Linked DNA regions of Sus scrofa: region 2 is linked to region 1. A link is a contact called in public Hi-C data. All regions are on one chromosome and are shown on one strand. Each heading gives the region's core, a stretch centred on a gene start, on an enhancer-like site or on the middle of the called end of the contact. The rest is flanking DNA. Distances are from core to core; before and after follow the strand shown.

The links. A called contact is a pair of places that touch in the nucleus more often than the background predicts.
Region 2: a Hi-C map of skeletal muscle shows a contact between it and region 1, with 7 times the contacts expected there. The contact joins the promoter of TADA3 here to the promoter of OGG1 in region 1. A contact is called at or near these places in 3 of 5 promoter capture datasets (fetal liver, fetal skeletal muscle and liver), 14 of 47 Hi-C or Micro-C datasets (alveolar macrophages, blood, embryonic fibroblasts and 8 more) and 2 of 2 datasets of contacts at active chromatin or transcription factors (alveolar macrophages and skeletal muscle).

What each region holds. Positions count from the first base shown.
Region 1 is chr13:66,034,690-66,040,920 of Sscrofa11.1, reverse strand. OGG1 (N-glycosylase/DNA lyase) reads right to left here and starts at 2,252. Exons shown (of 10, transcript XM_001928192.7): 1 at 1,772-2,252; 2 at 1,389-1,496; 3 at 564-811. The coding sequence starts at 1,495. BRPF1 (peregrin) reads right to left here. Exons shown (of 12, transcript XM_021069303.1): 10 at 5,553-5,910; 11 at 5,051-5,205; 12 at 3,475-4,328. The coding sequence ends at 4,145.
Region 2 is chr13:66,076,488-66,082,718 of Sscrofa11.1, reverse strand. TADA3 (transcriptional adaptor 3) reads left to right here and starts at 2,747. Exons shown (of 10, transcript NM_001206536.1): 1 at 2,747-2,953; 2 at 3,076-3,133; 3 at 3,828-4,060. The coding sequence starts at 3,854. ARPC4 (actin related protein 2/3 complex subunit 4) reads right to left here. Exons shown (of 7, transcript NM_001206535.1): 2 at 2,218-2,282. The coding sequence starts at 2,220.

The DNA of each region.
Region 1 (6,231 bases), core at 1,003-3,502:
GGGGGATCAGAAAGCACCTCAGAGTTGGGAGTGGCCTCCTCTCACCCTGAGATCCTAGACACCAAGGCTTGAGGGACGGGGGATTCCCAAGGGAATGAGGGGACAATGTTCTTAGAGAAAGCAACACCAGAGCTCTCATTTCTCATAGCATCTTGTGAGGGCTGGGTTCTCATTCCATTCCACAGATGAAGAAGCCACAATGTAAGCACTATGAGGGTGGGGATTTGTTTCTGTTTTGTTTACTGCAGGATCCTCAGTCACAGAGCGGATGCTCTGTAAACATTTACAGAACGAATGATGTCACTAACCCTAGATCACACAGCCAAGATCTGGTTCAGTATCCTTGTTACTCTACTATTGTGGTCAGCAGGACAATAATAACAGGAATAATAATTACTATGTGTCAGGCACTATTCCAAGCACTTTACCACCTTATATGTATTAGCTTCCTTAACCCTCATAAAATCCTGAGATAGATATCATCTCCACTTAACAGATGGTGAAATTGAGTAGTCTAACTGAATCACAAGTACTCCAACCCATACCTCTGGCTCTGCACTCACCTTGGAATTTCTGAGCCACCTCTTGAAAGTGGGGGTCCACAGTACTCCAATGGCGATACAGTTGAGCAAGGCTGATATCCAGCTGGAAGTACTGTCGTACCACTTTTAGCTCTTCTAGTGTGGGCCTGCCAACCCGGCCCGTGTCCCCTCGATACACAGTGCAGTAGAGCTGCTCCTCAGTCTGGGTCAGTGTCCATACACGGTCCGCCAGTACGCCACTCCAGTGTGCAGGGCTCTGCTCCCTCCACCTGAGCCCCCAGGCACACGGGAGGCCTAGCATTCAGTTTCCCGTCCTGCACACTTTGGGGCCCTCCCATTCTACAGCTGCTCCATATACAAAACTGATTTACAAAATGCAATTATATCATTTGATCCTTGCAGCTACACTGCACCCGCAGGCTTATTATCTCCACTTCATAAAGGAGGTAACAGGGTCACCACCCGTGCCTCAGTCTCTCCTTTGTACTCTGAAGTTTCTTCCATCTCCCCCAATGATTCCCCCCCTTTTTTTTTTTCCTTTTGTCTTATTAAGGTCGCGGCGACATATGGAGGTTCCCAGGCCAGGGGTCCAATTGGAGCAGCCAGCCTACGGCCACAGCGACGCCACAGCAACGCCAGATCCAAGCCGCGTCTGAGACCTACACCACAGCTCACGGCAACGCCGGATCCTTAACCCACTGAGCGAGGCCAGGGAATCGAACCTGCAACCTCATGATTCCTAGTTGGTTTCGTTTCCGCTGCACCTCGACGGGAACTCCAAACCCCCAGTGATTCTTTACGTCCCAGGTCTGCAGTGCTTAGAAGCCAAGAGCCAGGGTGACTTACCGGAAGGATTGCCCAGAAGCCAGAACCAGGTCCAGGCGCAGCTCAGAGCGTGGGCAGGGGATGGAGGCCCATAGAGCTGGGACAGAGGCTAGGGTGCGATGCCCCATGCTACGGGGCAGAACGGAGAGAGGGCTAATCTTTCCACTTCAGGCTCTGCCCCGTGATGGTCCTGCCCACTCCATAGCAGCTCTACTTACCACCAAAAGACCACGCCCCTCAAGGCCTCCCCACCAAATCCTGACCTCTAAATTGATTTAAAGCCCCGCTAGTTTCATTTAAATTCCTTCACTCCCCTCAGGCCCGGCCCCTTGCTGGCCACCAAAGCTCCGCCCCTCCCATTCTGTCCTATCTCCTGCCTCTACCCTCCGGCGCATCCTCCTTACATGTCCTCCCCTTGCCCTCCACAGCCTCTGGGCGCGCACCACAGGTCCTCAAGCGGCTGAGACTTTGGGAAGCGCGCGCAGAAGCGCTCTTCCGGTTTCTTAAGGGGCGGACCTCGCTAGCGCCGGAAGTAGGGCTCAAGCCCGGCTAATTGGATCCAGAGGTAGCCAGTCGGCGGAGAGCTAAGAGAGGCCAATGAAAATCGGGCGTGGCGTCGGGTGGGTGGACTTTGCAGCGCCTCAGCGGTTGGCGCGCGCTGGGCTAGCTGCCCGCCCTGGGCTTTTTCTCTGCGCTTGTGCTCGCTCCGCACGCCCGCTGGTTCCGTCCCGACGTCCCGCAGCCCGGTCGCAGAGAGCGCCCTCAGGCCCTAGTCCTCACTGTCCATTCTCCTCAGAGCCCTGGGACTCCTCAGGGTCTGCCTGCCCTCAGAATCAGGTCCTATCCCCTGCCGTCCAAAGATAGCTTTTCTCACCGAGCCTCTCCCTCCTCAGTCCGCCTCCCATGAACCCCCCTTCACCGAGAATCGCGCCAGAATGCAGCTCCGGCTCCGTTGAGCCTCTGAGTGTCTCCACAGCGCCTGGTCCGGAGGATCTGCCCTTGCGCCCGCCGGCTGAGCGGCTTCCCTCGGAGACCTTGTCGCTGAGCATTGACGCTGCAGCCTCAGACCTCCTCACGGGCTTCTTCGTGAGAGATCTAACAACTCTGTCTCAGGACGCAGCAGCTTCTTCCTGCAGATGCAGCCAGCCTGGGGCCTCCTCGGGGACTGGGCCAGGCGGCCCATAGAGGCCACAGGACCACCAAGTGTGTGGTCCCGAGGTAGCCCAGATGCCAGCGCCTTGGACTGGCCCAGGAAGGATGTGTCATGCAACTTCTTCCATTCTGGAAAAAGTTAAAAATCAAGGAGACAAAGAACTGTCTTTGGGTGGTTTTTCCCCTGCGTAGTGATATTTGGTTCCTGCATCTGAATAATGAGCCTGGCAGCTGATCTGTCAGTGTCCACCCACCCACAGAGCCTGGCAGCATCTCCATTGCCCTGCTCAGTAGCTGCAAGGCAGGGACAGCTGCTTGCCTGTAGCCCTCTCACCTGTAGGCAGGCCAGCTCATAGGTGCCCAGACTTGGAGGGCTTTCCTTCAATAAATGTTGAAATCAGAAGAGGTGTCAGGGTTGGGAATGAATGAAGAGTAACCTTTTGCATTCCTGCTCAGTCCGCAGCTAAACAGGGAAGGTCACAGCTATAGCCACTGTAAAGAAGTACTTGGACCATCCAACTGGCAAAGAACTTGAAGCACCTGGAGTCCACTAGAAACAGGCACTAGACTTTTCCAGCAGTTTGGCATGCTGTTTAAAGGGCAAGCATTGCAGAGAGGCAAATCCTACCTCTGTGACTTCCCAGATGTAGGGACTTAGGCAAGTTACTTAATGTTTCTAAACCTCAATGTATGTCTTTGTGGAGATAAGTGCCCTATTAACTTTGCCCAAAGTTACTTCAAGGATTATACAAAACTATCTAAAAGTGCTTCAGCACAGGGTCTACCACTTAGTTAAGTTCATGGAGAACGGGAGCTGTCACATTATTTTTGCTATTGTCTTAACAAATGCAGCAGACACAGCAACAAGCAACCGCTTGGGGCCAATTATTTACCATCCCTGGGGGAGAGAACCTTTTATCCCTTTGCCCTGGCAGAAGGCAAGAACCAAGAATTCCAAACAGACCATTTATTTTCTAAGAATCAATATATTTTCTTCCTTTGAAATAAATACAAACCAGTTTGAAAGGAGAGGGAAATCTATGGGAAGAAGGGAAGTGGGGACAGGCCCCAGGATTTTTAGTACCAAATGACTCTGGCGCGACCCGGAAACGCAGTTACAAATGAGAATAATTTAAATTCTCCGCTAATTACAGTATTTACAACAGCAGGGGAGGGGGTCACCTAGTGCCCCTCTTCCGGGCTGGACAGACATCAATCCCACTGCTAGGCTGGGCAGATGCCCGCTCACCTCACCACCTCAGGGGCCTCAGGCCACTAGGCAGTTAGGATTCTCCTGGCACAAGCAGGCAGGTGGTGGGATGGCCTGTTTACACAGTGTCCTAACCTTGGCCCACCACCTTGCACTGCAATGCCGTGAGGTCTCTGGAGCTTTCTGGCCTGTAGGACCTCTCCTCTCATTGCGCAGAGCCACCATGGGCCCTTGGAGTGTTCTGTACAGTCCAGCTGCACTCAGGGCGGGAGGGACCTCCCCCACCCAGCTTCCCCTGAGACTGGCCCCAAGACCAGGAATGAGTCAGTGCAGAGGCCGATGCCACTCCAGGACAGTGAGCAAAGGGGAGGAGAGAGGTGGCAGGGCACTGTAGGCTGGGTTGTTCTGGGCAGTATTAGTCACTATCGCTGGTTTCGCTGCTCTGCTCGCCTTGCACCTTGCTGCGGTGCTGCAGAGCCCTGTGGTAGGCAATCTGTACTGACTTGCGGATGTTGGATTTGCGGCCCTCCAGCATCTTCTCCTTGTCAAGGTCCTGGTTCACGCCCAGAGGAACCAGCTTAGTTCTGGGCAGCCACTGCCTGTAGGATGAAGTGAGGATCAGAAAAGTTATCTCTGGGAGAGCAACAAGCACCGGCCTTCCTTACTTATTCATTCATTCAAAAACACCTCTTGAGTGCCAACTCTGGGCCAGGCTCTGGTGGGAGGTAAGAGAAACTGAGAGATGCAGTCCCTGCCCTTATGGAACTGCTCACAGTCTAGCGATGAAAAGAGCCCAGTCAACAGTCTTACTGAGGGATAACCACAGGGTATTTATGGGTGTAAAAAGAGGCCTATCCCAACCTGAAATAAGTACCCTATCCCAGAGGCTCCAGGCAGACTTAACTGATATTAAATATTATCTGCAGACAATAACAACAAAAGATTACATACATGAAAGTGACAGAACAGGATTCAGAGCCTGAATGATTATGCCTGCTATATCTCCATTTGTCACTATGAGGCGGAGGTGGAAAAACTAAGTCTAGAAGCTACCTGAATCTGGGTGGGTAGCCACCCCCACATTTGTCACAGTCACTGATAATCCTTTGGTTTCTAGCTACTGCTGTTTATCAGCTGCTGCCCATTCAGTCTCTCATACTCATGGTCAATACGACCCTTTTGTCTAAAGATCTAGGTCCTTCCCCCACTGATTTATGACAGTCTGGGCTGTCAGCTGCTAGAGTTCCCTGGCAGCCTGGCCCCATACTCAGGGTTGCATCTGTGGCTGTGAGTCATGGCAAATGCTCCCCTCTTTGCTTACCAGGTTCGCTTGTTGTCAAAGAAGAGGACGAGGTAGAGATGCTCTCGGGCTTCCTGGGTCATCTGTTCCCCAAGTTTCAGCACCTCCAGTGGGGGCACAGGGATGGGAACCCCATGGTGGAACATACCTTCCCGGGGCATCTTTGGATCAATGATCTGAGGGTGTAATAACACCTTGACTTAGTTCAGTCTCCTCCTTCCCCAAAGATTACCCTATCTGAGAATGTGGAGACCACCTCTGAAGTGAGGACAGAAAAAGGTTATCATGCTACTAAGGCTGCAATGCTAACCCTTGGCTTCTTCCCATGCTAAACTATTTCAGAGCCCAAGTGGCAAAAGGAAGAAAAAGAGATGGGGAAACTAACCAGGGACCTCTAAGTGTCTATCTGCCAAAGACCCCTGTGCTCTGCACCTCAGCAGAGAGTAGGAAAAATCTGCTAATTTTTGAGTTTGTGTTCTGGGGTTGGAAGGCAAGGGGTATGACAAGAAAAGTGGAAGCCTACCAGAGCTGGGTACGATGGATACCCTCGGCATTTGGCCCACACCAGGTCCAGAGCATCCAGCGGGGAGTCCTCATCCTCCGACAGCCAGCCAGCTCCCCTGCCCAGACTCTTCCTTACCACTTCATAGGAATGGGAGAGAGGGGGCGGGTCAGCAGCCAGGGGTCTGGCATGGCCCTGACTCTGGGCCCCCGGCACCCCTGGCTTTGGGCAGGCGTACTTACTGCTGTGGCCCACGCCGCGGCCAGTGCCCACGGAGTAGGCCTCATTCTCAGTGCCTGAGGTATCTTCACTGCTATCTTCTGGGAACGTGCCCCGAGAGAAGGAGGGCTTGCCCCGGCCTTGTTTTGAAGGCGTTGTGCTGTGGACAAAAGAGAAACTCAACTCAAAGAAGGGGAGGAGTGGGAAATGTCATGATGGGTGTCCTCTCTTCTTTAAGACTCGGGGGTCTAAGACTTTAGGAAAACTGAGGCTACTTCAATTTCAAACTGAATGGCTTTGGGGGTAATTTAGGTAAAATGTGCTGGATTTAGCAGCAGTGACGAACACATGCCCTGTCTTAAGGCAACAGCAGCCAGAATTGCCAGATTTGATTTTGAAAGTACATACAGAAACTGAGAATTTTATGTGGCACTTCTGGAATTTTTTTTTTTTTTTTTTTTTAAATAACATGCTAGGGAGT
Region 2 (6,231 bases), core at 1,498-3,997, 41 kb before region 1:
CCTTAAACCACTGAGCAAGGCCAGGGATCAATCCCACGTCCTCATGGATACTAGTCAGGTTCATTACCACCAGGCCACAATGGGAATTTCCTGGATGCATTTTATTTTTTTAATTTTTTAATTTTTTTGCCTTTTTTGCTATTTCTTTGGGCCACTTCCTGCAGCATATGGAGGTTTCCAGGCTGGGGTCGAATCGGAGCTGTAGCCATTGGCCTACGCCCGAGCTGCATCTGCAACCTACACCACAGCTCATGGCAACGCTGGATCCTTAACCCACTGAGCAAGGCCAAGGATCGAACCCGTAAGCTCATGGTTCCTAGTTGGATTCGTTAACCACTGCGCCACGACAGGAACTCTCCTGGATGCATTTTATTTTATTTTATTTTATTTGTCTTTCTGCTATTTCTTGGGCCACTCCCGAGGCATATGGAGGTTCCCAGGCTAGGGGTTGAATTGGAGCCGTAGCCACCAGCCTACACCAGAGCCACAGCTACGTGGGGTCCGAGCCGCGTCTGCACCACACCACAGCTCAAGGCAACGCTGGATCGTTAACCCACTGAGCAAGGGCAGGGACTGAACCTGCAACCTCATGGTTCCTAGTCGGACTCCTTAACCACTGTGCCACGACGGGAACTCCTGGATGCATTTTAGATTCAATGGATAGGGCTGCAATGGTAGCCTAGAGATTCATGGGCAATCTCAAATGCCAGGCTTCTGAGTTTAGCTCTTCTCTTAAGGTGGTAAGGAACTGCTAGGGGCTTTCTGAAAAGGAAGTTACACAACTACAACTACTGCTATATATCCTACAGTGACTTTGTGGAGAATGGATTGGAGAGGGAAGTGAGAAAGAATGCAGAGAGGGTTATTCGAGGAGGCTGATGACAGCTTGGCCTGGGGCAATGGAGGACAAGCAAGACTTTATCTGTCAAAATTCATTGAGGGCAGGAGTTCTGGGTCGTGGCTCCAAGGTTAACTAACCTGACTAGCATCCACGAGGACACAGGTTCAACCCTTGGCCTCAATCAGTGGGTTAAGGATCCGGCAGTGCCATAAGCTGTGGTGTAGGTTACAGATGTGGCTTGGATCAAGCATGGCTGTGGCTGTGGCACAGGCTGGCAGCTACAGCTCCAAGTCAACCCCTAGCCTGGGAACCTCCATATGCAGTGGATGTGGCCCTAAAAAGAAAAAAAAAAAAAAAAAATTCATAGAAGGCAAACCTAAAAAGGATAAATTTTATGTAGCCAGCCCTATGACACCTGCCCTTTCACGATGACGCATTCTGGTGTAATACCTCAACAAATCTGATGTTTAAGAAAAGCAAAAGGCATGGCTTCAATTAGAATATCCCAGGTTTCTAACTGAGGTTATGAAAACACAAAGCCAGAAGACAAACACAAGAGGACAAGCAAGTTTAGGGAAAGAGGAGTTACGGCCTGGAAGTCTAATTTCAAGGTGTCTTCAACACTTCCAGGTGAACCATGAAAGAGGGCTAGACCAGCAGATTTAGGAGTTACCAGAATGCAGACGGTCATGAAGACCTGTATGTTAAATAGGTAGCACCACCAGGGAGAGTGTAAAGAGGAAGCTAGTGAGTCTAAATTGCTATGAACAGCCAGTTATCAAATGAGAGGATTTCCAAGGAGGAAGGAATCAGCAGTATCAGAGCTTACATTCTATAGTAAGACTGATACGGTTGAGTTCCGACCAGGAAGCGGTCTGGGAGGTAGAAGCACAGCTGGGGCAACATGAAGACTGGGATAAGGAAGTTCCACAGAGAACGCTCTCCCTCAGAGAACCATGGGGTCAAGAGGGCAAGAGGGGGGTGCATATTTAGTGAAGGTCTGCACTGGTTGGGGAGGTGGCCCTATTACAAGCCTCAGCGGCCCTACTAAGGGCTACGGGGCCTACTACGTGCCTCCGACGTGCTACCATACCTAGGAGCACCCACTCCCAGCTTCCTCTCTGATTCAGTATCTCCCACCTGCTTCAAAACCCAGACTATGAAGCCGAAAGGCCTGCTTCTTAGGAGGGCGTCCCCCGCTCGCTCCTTTCTCACTTCGGCCCCCGCCCCTCCCTCCTCCCAACCTCATGGTGCCCCCGCACCCCCAGCACCCCACGGCTCAGCGCCTCTCCGCTGCAAAGCCGCATCTCCCCCAAACCCAGAGCCTGAGGACAGAACAGTGGGGGTCCCTGGCCCGGGTCCCGGCTCTCTCTCACCATCGCGGGCGCTGGCTGGGCCGGAAAGCGGAAGTACGGAAGTGGCCAGCCCCGCGACGCCTGCCCTTTCGCGAGAAGCGCAGCCGCAGTCTCCGCCCGGACGTCCGGACTGTACCATCTATGTCCCGAGCGGGGGAGGGAGAAGCTAAAAACACTTGGCACTTCGGAAGTTTTCCCGCTAGGACTGCCGTGGTAGTTTTAGATTCCTGAAGTTTGAAATCACTACTCAAGCTTCTCCCGTCATCGGTGAGGCTCTCGCTTGTGACTTTGGCCTTCTTGTCGTCTTTGCTGCCATCTTCCCTCACAGCCATGCAGTGGTGCAGCCCAGCCTCAGGTTGGGCACCATATTAGGACAAGGCGAGCCGGGGGAGCTCTTCGATCCTTCCGGTTCTGTGCCCCCATCCTTTCTCCGGGCCCCTCCTACCTGCAGCCCTCGGGGCTCAGCGGGACTAACTGCCAAGCGGAGAACCCGGCCGCCGAGCCCCGCCCCCAGGCGCCGGGCTGTTCCCGAGGGTACGCCCGAGGCTTATTCTCTCCACCCCACTAGCAGCGGGCTCACTCGCTGCCGGCAAACTCCCACCCTCGAAAGACCCAGGGGCTGGTCCTCGCGTCTTTCCGCCCCCGCGTGCACTGCTGGGGGCCAGCCCCTAGTCAGTTCCGGGGCGGTAGCTCTCACCGACCGGAACTCCCCGCCCCCACCCGCGGCCCGGGGGCAGTAGGAGGCGGCTAGGAGGAGGTAGAGGGGGCGGGGGCCGCGGTAGGGTGTCCGCGGTAAAGGTCTGGGACCCAGAAGGCGGGACACTGGGGCTATCCATGGGTGGGGCCAGTCATTAACCAGTCCCACTTTTTCTGTGCCAGGCACTGAACTGGGCTCTTGACGGGCATCATCTTTTAATCCTCAGATCATCCCAGGGAGGTAGGTACTATTACTATCCCCGTTTTATAGATTCAAACTTCTTATGGGGAAACAAGCTCAGGTGTCTTTTGTCCCATTTTACGGATAGAAAAACTGAGACTCGAGAGATAATTAACATGTTCAGGGCTATATAAATAGAGGCTGGTCAAGCCAGAGCTTGAATCCTGATGTATCTAGTTTAGCAGTTCACATTCCTTACTATCTGGGGCAAATAGGGAAAAGGTGGGGAGGGTGAAACTAGGAGAGGCTGGGAGGCACAAAGAACGTTAACGTAAGTATGGAATACTTGGAATTCTGGAGTTTAGCAGAACTCTGGAAGAGTGGAGCTGAAGGGAAGAGCATCAGAAGGACAGGCACAGTATAACTGTGGTTAGAGGCACAGACTTAAAACTACCTGAATTCAGATTGCGTGTTGATAAGCATGAACATGTACCCACTCTAACAGTCTCAGTTTTCTCATCCGTAAAATGGAGATCACCATGAGTCACGGGGTTATGTGAGGAATTTAATGAGAAGCCAGTAAAATGTCTGCATCTAGCTTGGTGCACAGTAGGTGCTTTACAAATAGGAACTGTGACTTCAGCCTTAGTAGGATACTGAAGCCTGGCTTTCTTCTTGAGGCTGTCTGAATAGAAGGAGCTCTTGGTCTTTTCTTGTGCCACTTGTCCCCCCATCAGTGGTCCGTTCTCTCCAGCTCCACAGGGTCCCCTATCCTGGGCCATGAGTGAGCTGAAGGACTGCCCCTTGCAGTTCCATGACTTCAAGTCTGTGGACCACCTGAAAGTCTGTCCCCGCTACACAGCAGTGTTGGCCCGCTCTGAGGATGATGGCATCGGTATTGAGGAGCTGGACACTCTGCAGCTGGAGCTTGAGACCTTGCTTTCCTCTGCCAGCCGACGCCTGCGGGTGCTCGAGGCTGAAACCCAGGTGATACCCCACAGAGGGACACCAGGGATGGACTGTGACAGGTTGTGGCATGGGTCACTGAGGTAGCTAGCCCTCTCTGCTGAGGCCTGAGGTATGGGAGCATAGTGGGGGGAAGAGAAACCCAAACTGGGCTTATGTGACGTGTAAAGTATGCAGGAGGAGTTCTGTCGTGGCTAAGTGGAAACGAAGCTGACTAGCATCTGTGAGGACGCAGGTTCAATCCCTGACCTCGCTCAGTGGGTTAAAGATCCGGTGTTGCCATGAGCTATGGTGTAGGTTGCAGACGAGGCTCAGATCTGGCATGGCTGTGGCATAGGCCAGAGGCTACAGCTCCGATTTGACCCCTAGCATGGGAACCTCCATATGCTACAGGTGTGGCCCTAAAAAAAAAAAATCAAAGTAGGAATGTGCATGATCCTCATAAATTTCAGGATTTCTAATCCACTAAGCATCTATTGACCCCCACTCCCCACAATGTTCTGGATCCTGTGCTCATCATTAGAGAGGTAGTGAGGACAATTTGGGCCTTGAGGGAGCTTGCCAACTAAAGAGAGGAGGAGGGAGTTACCATTGAGGCTCAGTGGTAATGAACCCATGTAGTATCCATGAAGATTTGGGTTCAATCCCTGGCCTCGCTCAGTGGGTGAAGGATCTGACATTGCCATGGGCTGTAATGTAGGTCACAAACGTAGTCTGGTTCTGGCATTGCCGTAGTTGTGTCATAAGCCAGCAGCTGCAGCTCTGATTCAACCTCTAGCCTGGGAACCTCTATATGCCACAGGTGTGGCCCTAAAAAGAATGAATGAAGGGAGGAGGAGGGCACACAAGTACCAACTGATGTGCTGTTGTGGTTAGGAGTACTGAGGTAACTGGAATGAGGAGGCCTGGATTTGCATCCTGGCCCAAGCACTTGCCAGCGTTGCTGTTTGCCAGCTATGTGACTTTGCACAAGTTACCTCCTAGTTCTGAGGATCAGTTCTCCATCTGCAAAGTGGGCTGGATAATAGGACCTCCCTCAGAGCTTTTGTGAGGATTTGAAGACTTTTCACAAAGGCTCAGCACAACACCTGATACTAAGTAAGCATGTCAAATGTTATTTATTGGTATACTTCTGATGATTTCTATTTATGGCATAAGCATTCTCTGAGCCCTGTATGCCAGGTGCTATGCCAGATGCGGGGGAACAGAGATGTTTAAAATGAACCTCTGTGTCTCTAACAGCTTATAATCTTGTTGAAGAGACAGAGTACTCTGTTTTTGTTTTTTGTTTTGGGTTTTTTTTGTTGTTGTTTGGTTGGTTGGTTGGGTTTTGTTTTGTTAGGACTACGCCTATGGCATATGGAAGTTCCCAGGCCAGGGGTTGAATCAGAGCTGCAGCTACCAGCCTACACTACAGCAACGCGAGATCCAAGCCACACTTGCAACCTACACCACATGTCACGGCAATACCAGATCCCTAACCCACTGAGCAAGTCCAGGGATCGAACAGCATCCTCATGGATACTAGTCGTGTTTGTCACCCACGGAGCCACAACAGGAACTCCACAAAGTATTCTGTTTGTTCTAGTTATGATCAAACAACACGATTAGTCCTACAGTGGAGGTACAGAGTATCAGAGACTCATAGACAAAGACGATGCCATTTTAACTGGACCTCAAAAGATGAATAAAATTGGAGTTCCCATTGTGACGCAGTGGAAATGAATCTGACTAGGAACCATGAGGTTTCAGGTTCAATCCCTGGCCTCCATCAGTGGGTTGGGGATCTGGTGTTGCCGTGAGCTGTGGTGTAGGTCACAGACACGGCTTGAATCCTGTGTTGCTGTGGCTGTGGCGTCGGCTGGCAGCTGTAGCTCTGATTGGAGCCCTAGCCTGGGAACCCCCATGTGCCTCAGGTGCAGCCCTAAAAAGCAAAAAAAAAAAAAAAAAAAGAATGAAATTAACTCGTGGGAGTTCCCATCATGGTGCAGCAGAAACGAATCTGACTGGTAACCATGAGGTGCAGGTTTGATCCCTGGCCTCGCTCAGTGGGTTAAGGATCTGGTTTTGCCATGAGCTGTGGTGTAGGTTGCAGATGCAGCTCAGATCCTGCATTGCTATGGCTGTGGTATAGGGCAGCAGCTGCAGCTTCGATTTGACCCCTAACTTGAGACCCTTCATATGCCAAAGGT